Linked DNA regions of Mus musculus: region 1 is linked to region 2. A link is a contact called in public promoter capture Hi-C data. All regions are on one chromosome and are shown on one strand. The core of a region is the stretch at or near the end of the contact, and the rest is flanking DNA. Distances in the headings are between cores, read along the strand shown.

Region 1 (4,338 bases), core at 785-3,284, 190 kb after region 2:
AAATGAAGCAAGAATCAGACTTTGTGCATGAGGGTTAATAGAAGTCTCATCTCTAGTAAGGAGATCTCACACTGTATTGAAACTGCCCACCTTCCAGGCCACAGTACAGAATTTCCAGAGATTGGTTTCTCCTCCAATCAGAAAGTGAAAGAGAGCAGGTAAAAAGGCACTGCTGTCAAACCTGATGACCAATCCAGTTTAATCCCTGGAACCCACGTGGAAAAAGCAGAGAACGAACTCCTATGAGTTGTCTTCTGACCTCCAAGCACATGCCATTGAATGAACACACTTCCCACAAATGATAAACAAATAAACACATTTAATGATTTTTCAAAGAAAAAGAAAGGCTAGCCTACAAGCTATTACATGATAGGAATTTTCATGAGTCTCTTTTCTCTCTTTACATCTTTCTAGGATCTGGAGTGAAGATCGGAGTAGTGACTAACACTGAAAATTCTTCTGGAGGACAGGGAGAGATTAACTATTTAGATGTAAAAGGCTTTACACGGATGATTTAGAAATCATTTAGAAGTAGATGGAGGATTTATATGTAGAATAAAAACAAATCTGAAAAGTTGGTCAGAAGACAGGAAGTAGGGAAATCATTATTGAGAATTATCATCAAATGCCTTAATACTGGGTTTCCTGGCTATCTGATGGATATGGATGATTTTTTTTAAAAATGAGAGTCATGTATGTTAACCAAAGTATTGTACTGAGCATAAAATATTCATCAGTGAACATGAAATAAGGTCCAGCCATCCCTAGAATTGATTTTCCAGTAGAAATTGTAGCAGAACTAATACATAATATTCAGACCCTATAACAACCAGATCCATCCTTAGCTGCTAACGGCTACCTTAGTGTCAACAGTCAAGTGCCAATTGACTTAATTTCTCTGACAGCTCCTGATTTCTTTCACCTTCATGGGATGTTAGCACAGCTCATTTCTGACTTTATATATGAAAAACTGAGGGTCAGGGCTCTAACCAACTTGCCAAATTCACGCAGCCATTGAGGTTTACTGTAAGTAACCTATGAATTTATTCACTATGAGAACAAGTTATACTGAGACTTGCCAAAATCCACTCAGCATTGAGGTTTTTGCAGTAAATGTCTTATACCTGATCCCTTCACTACCAGAATAAATGGTACTACTTTAAAAGCAAGCCAATCTGTGAAACAACAACAACAACACACACACATGCACACACACACACACACACACACACACACACACACACATACACACACACACCACTTACAGAGAACACTGAAGGAGAACCTACAGAAGCACACACCACTACAGAAGTCATAGTTTTAATTCATGTTCAACTTTAAAAACTAACTGAAGATAGTTTTTAAACATACTATCAAAGATAAAAAATCTGAGACCCACATTGGAGAATCAGGTGTTACTCTTTTTAAAAACCGAAGCAGTGGCTCCATGCCTAAGAGGCACATGCAGGTCTGTAATTCTTGAGCACAGATTGGGACACTACTGTGTGAGCTCTTGATGAATTCCCTGGAGACTGGAATCCAGGGAGAAGAGAGCAGACCCCCCCCACACACAAAAAACAACAACAACAACAACAACAACAACAACAACAACAAAAACAAAAACAATGCAGCAGTCACATTCCAAAGCGACCATAAGTGTCTCAGCCTTCTATGGTGATAATCCATCTCCCAGAAGAGGTGGGGACGTTCTGCATCAGGAGACAGAGGGATCTCCAAAGGTGTCAGGGACAGCCAAGTATCCAGCATTGGCCCCACATCCCTGGTTTGTCCTCTAGCCTTTGTGTAGGCACAGAAAGTTTCCCAGCCCTGGTGGAATTCCCGTATTTGAGCTCCCGTGCCCAGCTCACCAAGAACTCCTGGAGTGATGAGAGTGAAGAAAACCCAGAGCGAACCCAAGGATCCCATGTGTGCAGCAGTCCAATGGCAGGTTGCGCTCTGTGAGTTGTGAGCCTGTAGCAAGGAGAGGAAGAGGACGGGGCTGGCTGCCTGCGGGGCTGGCTGCCTGCGGCTGGCTGTAAGCAGTGGGGAGCAGACCCTTAAATAGCATCGGCTCCGCGCGGTGGCGCTGGGTACTGAAGATTTGTGAAGCACAACTGCAGGTGACTAGGGGCGGAAGAGGCAGAGAGGGGCGGTCCCCGGGAAGTCTGCTTTTGGTTCAGGCTGGGTTCTGCGACGCCTGGCTTTCCTATATTTTGTTGATTGAGCAGCCAAGTACATTAACTTTCTCGTTCCCACCCCCCTACATCTGAAACAAGAATTTCACAAAATAATACTCATGCCTACTGATCGTATGATATGCTAATTTACAGTATTGTATTCTTTAAACCTGTTTGGGGTTTTGTTCCAGTTAATTCAGTTTCAAACCCCATTAATGTAATCAACTCTCAGTTTGAGAAAACAGCTTATTTTACTTAAAGTGGAAATTCAGAAATAACACTGCCTGGCATTACAATCTTTTTACTCTAGTGTAAACAGTGAAATTTCAAATTTCTGTATAACTGTAAAGGGGTTTTCTAAATGTTAATATTTTAGAAATGTTATCTCTATATAATTATAAAGATATATAAAAGTATATATTTTGACTATACAATTGTGTTATGTAATTGTTATTTCTGACTTTTTAAATAAATTACAGACATTTATCTCTTCTTTAAGTATTTTAATGTGTATTTCCTAAAAATAAGGACAATATAACTATAGTAAAATGATCAATTACAAGACACTAATATTGGTAAGGTAGTTTTTCATAATTTTTTACTGTCTTCAAGTTTTGATGAATATCTCAATAATCTTTGTTACGGCATGATAAGAATAACAAAACTATCCACACTTCAGTGTTATATATTTAGTTTCCATGTCTCTTTCTTTAATTTGAAAAAGATCTTTGGGAGTAGGAGGTGTGTGTGTGTGCATGTGTGTGTGTGTGTGTGTGTGTGTGTGTGTGTGTGTGTGTGTGTGTGTTTTATGTGGTTTGCACGTGTACATGAAGATGTGTGGAGACTAGAAGCTAATATCAATGTCTTTCTTGCCAGCTTTCCACCCCCTTATTCGAGGCAAAGCCTTTCTCTGACCCTTAAACTTGCAGGTTATCTAAACTGGATGGTCAGTAAGTTCCATCTGCCTGTGTCAGGCTCTCTTGCACTAGGATTACAGGTAAATTGGCTGCAGCTTTTTACCTAGATTCTAGAAATCTGAATTCAAGCCCTTATGCTTGCTTGACAAATAGCTTTACAAACAGAGCCCTGTCAACCTCTTGGAATTTTGTTGTTTCTTTTGTTGTTAGTTTTTTATATCTTTGAACTACACATAGTTAGAGTATTTTCTAAAAATGGCTCTTAAATCATTTGTCTACTATACAGTACAGTAACAAATTACCCTATGATTAGTAGTGGATTAAGCGAGACTAAATAGTACCTTCCAGTTTGTACTATCATGATTTGGAGTCAATTTAGCTAGACTGGCAGTTTTTCATCTCCCCTGATATTATGGTCCAAATGAGAGCTTGCGCTACAGTCATCCAGTTGATTGGGACAGGAAAAGTCACACAGAAGACGCTCAGTTGCTGTTGACTGGATTCCTCATTTCTTCACCATGTGGTCACTGGGCTGCTGGGTAGCAGGAACTGAAAATTCTCACCTCATGGCAGCTAACTTCTTCTAGATCAAAAAAGATCTAAGCCAGAATGTCTTCCATAATCCCCAGCAGTCATAATACTTTGAGAATAATCTACTGATAACAAATATCAACCCTTCTCAGTGCCAGAGAGACACTATGCATGAATGGGAATACTGGGAGTCAGAGATGAAGGGGCACCATCATGAAGGCTGGTTACCAGCATCACTCAGTTTGGTTTGATATGTTTTTTCACAATTAGGTTGAAATTTTATATTTTGAGGTAGAGATATCATGGGATAGGTGCTATGTGCTTATCTGTAGGTACATGTTGCCTGATGGTCCTTTTTATTGGTAGTAGTAATTTTTATCACATAAGCAGGTTTCTGTCAAGTTTCTGTAGTATAAAATTACTATTATTTATTTTTATTTTATTAGTAATCATTATTACCTTTAACAAATGATATTTATTAACATATTAACAAGTTATTATTATCATATTATTAAAGTTACCTTATTATTAACAAATACTTTGGGGAGGAATAGTTTACAACTTTTTAAGTACCTCATTTAAAAACCAAATTTTGACCCTAATTTTAGATCATTGATGATTTTTTTGTCTTAGAGGAATGGATACAGAAAATGTGGTACATTCACACAATGGAGTACTACTCAGCTATTAAAAACAATGAATTTATGAAATTC
Region 2 (4,972 bases), core at 1,445-3,944:
GGTGCTGCCAAATCTGCCATGTTTTCGGGCCTGGTATGCTTGGACTCATGCCATCATTTCCTGTGACTGATGAAGCCTGGTACAGTTTCCATCGCTTGCAAACTTTGCATAGCCCTGTAACTTGCCTTTTAGAGTGGCACTGGTTTGCTATTGTGTTTAACATTCTGGCCTAAGTGTATGTAGCCCTGATCGTTAAAGTGGTGAGGTTATTTGACTAATGGATTGACAGAGAGACTAAATGAAAACATTTAAAAGCTCTTCCCATTGGTAAAGGTCTTGGCAAGTGCCCAGTGGTACAGGTATATTTATTAGAGCAACTTGGATAGCTCCATGACTTTGCTGGCTGTGGGTTGGGATAGGCTCTTGCTTCTTCTACCAGCTGGTCAGGTGACAGTCCATGTTCTCTGTGAACTGCTCTGTGTGGAAGCTGTACATTGATAAGCATCTACGCTGCTGTGGGAACCTAATCTGCCAATACAGTTCAGGCTCATATAATTTATATTTCCCTATATAAATAGTTTCTTGTGATTCTTAGATATTATTAGTTTTTGTTTGTTTGTTTTTGCAATTTCAGGTTAAGTCCAGCTATATTGTAGGATTGGAATATCTATACAGTTTTAGTACTTTTTAGTAAAACTATGTTCTCAGATGTAAAAAAAAACAATATACTTTTAGCATTTATATGTTCTCTATTATATACTTAGGATATAATATTTTAAATTTAGCATGATTCATAACTCTAGTCATGGTTAAGAATTTGATTTTTTTTTTTTTTTTTTTTTTTTGGTTTTTCGAGACAGGATTTCTCTGTGTAGCCCTGGCTGTCCTGGAACTCACTTTGTAGACCAGACTGGCCTCGAACTCAGAAATCCGCCTGCCTCTGCCTCCCAAGTGCTGGGATTAAAGGCGTGCACCACCACTGCCCAGCTAGAATTTGATTTTTTAATTAAACAATATTTTGTATATCAGTTAAACTCTTGAGTATCTTCCTGTGTTGTATACAGCATTTTGGTATTATTAATACATAGTAAATACAACATTGAAAGTTGTCAGTGGCTACGATGTGTGATACTTTTTCTCTTCCTCTGTTTGCTATTCACAGTTCTGTCATAGACAGTCCCTGCCTGCTGAGCACCCTTCCCTCTCACACATGGGTTCATGATGATACCCAGCCCTGATCTGTTCACGTCACTGGTGTTTCTCCTTTTGAAACATTTACATTGGCTGCTGTTTTGTTATTTTAAAGAAGCCCCAGATTTTGCCTTTCAGGCTTCCTCATTCATGCTCATGTTTTCATGTCCACCTGGAATCCCACCACTCCTGACACTTCTCCCAGTGGTCACTCTGGCTTTGATCACACCTCATTGGGTGGCTCCTTAGCAGTGTTGGACATAGTTGGTCCTGTCCTTTACCTGGAGGCTATTTTCATCTTATTTCTAGGGCATCTGTTTCTGGTCTCTTATTGCCTTCACTGGCAACACATTTTCAGTTTTCTCTCCCTGGGATTCTTCCTCTTTATCTTTTCCATCCTCACTTTTCCACATCATATCTTTAAATGCCTTACTTACAAATTAAATCTCCAGTTCATTTCAGAGTAGTCACAGATGGGAAATAGCAATGACCATGCATTTTTTTTTCCTGAATTTGCTTGATGAGTTTTATTTTATTACTTTCACTGTAATTTTATTTATGTTATAACTTTTCCCTAGTAAGAAGTAAAACCTTGGGTAGTGATACTTCCCAATTTTTGTCTCTAATACAGGCTTCCTCGTGAGTTGTAGACCCATATATGAGTCTGCTGGTTTAACATCTCAGTATTGATATTAATACGTTTACCATTGAACATATCCCAGTCTAAACTGACTTTTTTACTCAGTTTTCCCATCACAATAATGGGAATGCTAACCTTTTCGGTGTTTATTAGAATACTAGATGTTGTATATCACTTTCCTCATTCTTGTGGTCTTTATCCCACTCGTGTGCTAATCCTGATTCCATCTGTAAAGTACCTCCCAAATCTGACCTGTCAGAACTGCTTTTCCTGCCAGCACCCTGGCCAAATTGCTGTCATCTCTGCTTCTCTGTCCCTCATAGGCTAGAGTCCTCACAGCAGCCAGAATCTTCCAATGAAAAAGAAGTCTTACTATATCCTGATGTACTCAACCCCAAGTGGTAGCTTTTCATCTCATTCAATAAATACTGTGGTCCTCAATGAGACCCCCAGGATGGTGTAGCTTATATCATTACTGTAGAATAAATAGAGTTACAATGTGAGAAACACTAGAGAATAACACAGGTAATTTTAAAACCTCTGGCAAAGGAAAAAGAGCTGTTGAAAATTAATTGTGGTCATGTATTTTATTTAAGCTAGTATGCCAAAAGTGTTTTTATTTTTTAAGTGGGTTTCATTGTTCTTGTTTAATTTACTATTTGTGCTGAGTCATAGCATATCTCCAGTGGAGGCTAGTGGCTCCCGTGTGTTCATCAGGACTGTAGGACCCATTTCCTGTGCTGCTGCATCTCTGTCCTCTTTGCTCTTGTTTCACTACACTTTATGCCATCATCATTGGCCGCCTTCGTGTTAGGGCCTTTTCATTTCTAGTTCTCTTGTCTGGAATCTTCTTCCCACATAGCTTGTGTGTTTTTTTTTTTTTTTTCCTTTTTTCCTATGGGTCTTATCTTCTCTGGGGCCTTCTCATAGCTCAGCATTCTCTAGCATTCTCTGTACCCCTTTCCACGGGATTTTTCTCTATCATCATTAATATAATAAATATTTCTGGGGTGGTTTGAATAAGAATGGCCCCCACAGGCTCATGTATTTGAATGCTTAGTAGTCATCAGGAAATTGTAGTACTTGGGAGGGATTAGGAAATGTCCCAGTGTTGAATTAGGTGTGACCTTGTTTGAGGAAGTGTATCACTGAGCAGGGGCTCTGGGGTTTCAAAGCCCAAGACAGGCCCAGTGTCTCTTCCTGTTGTCTGTAGATCTAGATGTAGAACTTTTAGCACCATGAGAGAACTTCTAACCCTATGTCTCCCTACATGCTGCCATGCTTCCTGACATAATGAGAGTGGGCTGAATCTCTGAAACTATAAGCAAGCCCCAATTAGATCCTTTCCTTTATACCATGGTCATGGTGTCTCTGTACAACAGTAAAACACCGACTAAGACAGTTTACATCAGTGTCTTTTCTCTCTCTGTTTACTGGAACAGGAGTTACAGGAGCAGTGATCTTTGTCAGTTTTGTCCCTTGCTCTGTTTCAGAGCAGAGACAGCAACTACCATGTAAAAGCTGTTTGTTGAATAATTAAATTGAATAAATGATTAAGAATGTTTATTAATAAGAATAGTTCAAATGAGTATACTCTTGCACATTATGTGACAGTTGCCACATAAATTTAAGCATTGTATCCATGCCCATAAACATATTAGGTAATAGTTTGGTTTGACTTATTATTTTCAGCAAAAACATTAAAAAGACATTCTAGTATTTTTGTCTTCATATTAAGGTATCTCTTAACACAGGCTCTCCAAGAAGTTCTTGCCCATATTACTTCTGCTAATTTAAATGCTTCCGACACTTAATGTAATATCTCTTAGGTTATATAGCTTCAAATAACAGGATTTCAGTCTTTTATTGTGAAATAATCTTCCAATGCACACACACACATATACACACACACACACATGCACACACCACACCACATACACACACACAGAGACACACACCACACACACACACACACACACAGACACACATACAGACACACACACACCACACACATACACACCACACAAACTGACACACATACCACATTTTCTTTTTCCATTCCCCTATTGATGGACACTGAAGTTTATTCTCACTCTTGGCTATTATGACTAGTGCTACAGTAAATATGGCATTAAAATGTCTCTTTGACATGCCAACTTTAATTTCTTTAAATATATTTCTCATATTAAGATTGTTGGATTATGTGGTAGTTGTGTTTCCAGGGTATTTCTTGTTCTGCTTTGTTGTTTTGTGATGGAGTGTCCCTATGGAGCCAAGACTAGCCTAGAACTCGTGATCCTCCTGTCTTAGCCTCCTGAGTGCTATGCATAACAGGTCTGCACATTGCCATGTTTCTAGTTTTTGGGTTTTTTTTTTACTTTTAAGGACCCTAAATACGATTTTTTTTTTAAACCGCAGCTGTACTAATTTACATTTCCACTAACGATGTGACAAGGTATTTTCTCTACATCTATCCTGGAATTTGTTACTACTACTACTACTACTACTACTACTACTACTACTGCTACTAATTATTATTATTATTACTATTATTAATGATATGCTTTTGAAAATATCCATTCTCATTAGGGTGAGGTGGCATTTTATTATAGTTTTGAATTTATATTTTTCTGATGATCATTGAACATTTTCTTGAATACTTGCTGCCTGTTTGTCTTTTTTAAACAAATGTTTGTTTAGGTAATTTGCCCATTTTAAAATCGGATTATTTGTTTTGAGTTCCTCATATGTTCTGGATGTTGATCCTGGCAAGTAAATAGTTTGCCAACATTTTCTCAAGTTCTACATGTTGTCTTTTCATGCTTGCTTTCTTTTCTGTGCAGAAGTGTCTATACTACATATCCTTTCCAGCCACCTCCCTTAAAGAAAGAATTGATACCTCTTTGTGTGTGTGTGTGTGTGTGTGTGCGTGTGTGTGTGTGTGTGCATCCTGCCAGGGCCCTTCTCCATTTTGTTTGTTCAAGAGGCTATGGATATGTACATTTGGAGTGTGCCCAATGATTATGAGCACACTTTTACAAGGTGAGCAGCTGGAAGGAGACTTACTGGCTTTGGCCTGTTTACAGGCCCTCTCTACTGTAATAGGGACTTTGCCCAACTTATGTAGATCCTTCATTGTTGAACAAAGCTTGTTCCCCTTGCTCTATTTTTTGCCACTTGATTATGATCTACCCATCAGCT

What was found. Promoter capture Hi-C pulls out the DNA fragments that hold promoters and counts their contacts.
Region 1: a promoter capture Hi-C map of the C10 cell line shows a contact between it and region 2. The contact joins the promoter of Cr2 here to the enhancer-like site in region 2. A contact is called at or near these places in 1 of 39 promoter capture datasets (the C10 cell line), 1 of 15 datasets of contacts at CTCF or cohesin (the NIH/3T3 cell line), 2 of 484 Hi-C or Micro-C datasets (B cells and pro-B cells), 3 of 115 datasets of contacts at active chromatin or transcription factors (the 230-238 cell line and bone marrow-derived macrophages) and 1 of 9 other capture datasets (adipose tissue).

What each region holds. Positions count from the first base shown.
Region 1 is chr1:195,174,685-195,179,022 of GRCm38.p6, forward strand. Cr2 (complement receptor 2) reads right to left here and starts at 2,035. Exons shown (of 26, transcript NM_001368765.1): 1 at 1,869-2,035. The coding sequence starts at 1,926.
Region 2 is chr1:194,983,092-194,988,063 of GRCm38.p6, forward strand. No RefSeq gene overlaps it. Among named protein-coding and RNA genes, the nearest start is that of Gm16897, 8.6 kb to the left of the region's middle. Within about 2 kb of position 2,695, at least 42 of the 459 cell types and tissues checked have an H3K27ac peak or open chromatin away from gene starts, as enhancers often do. A contact at or near this core is called in B cells and bone marrow-derived macrophages, where this site is marked.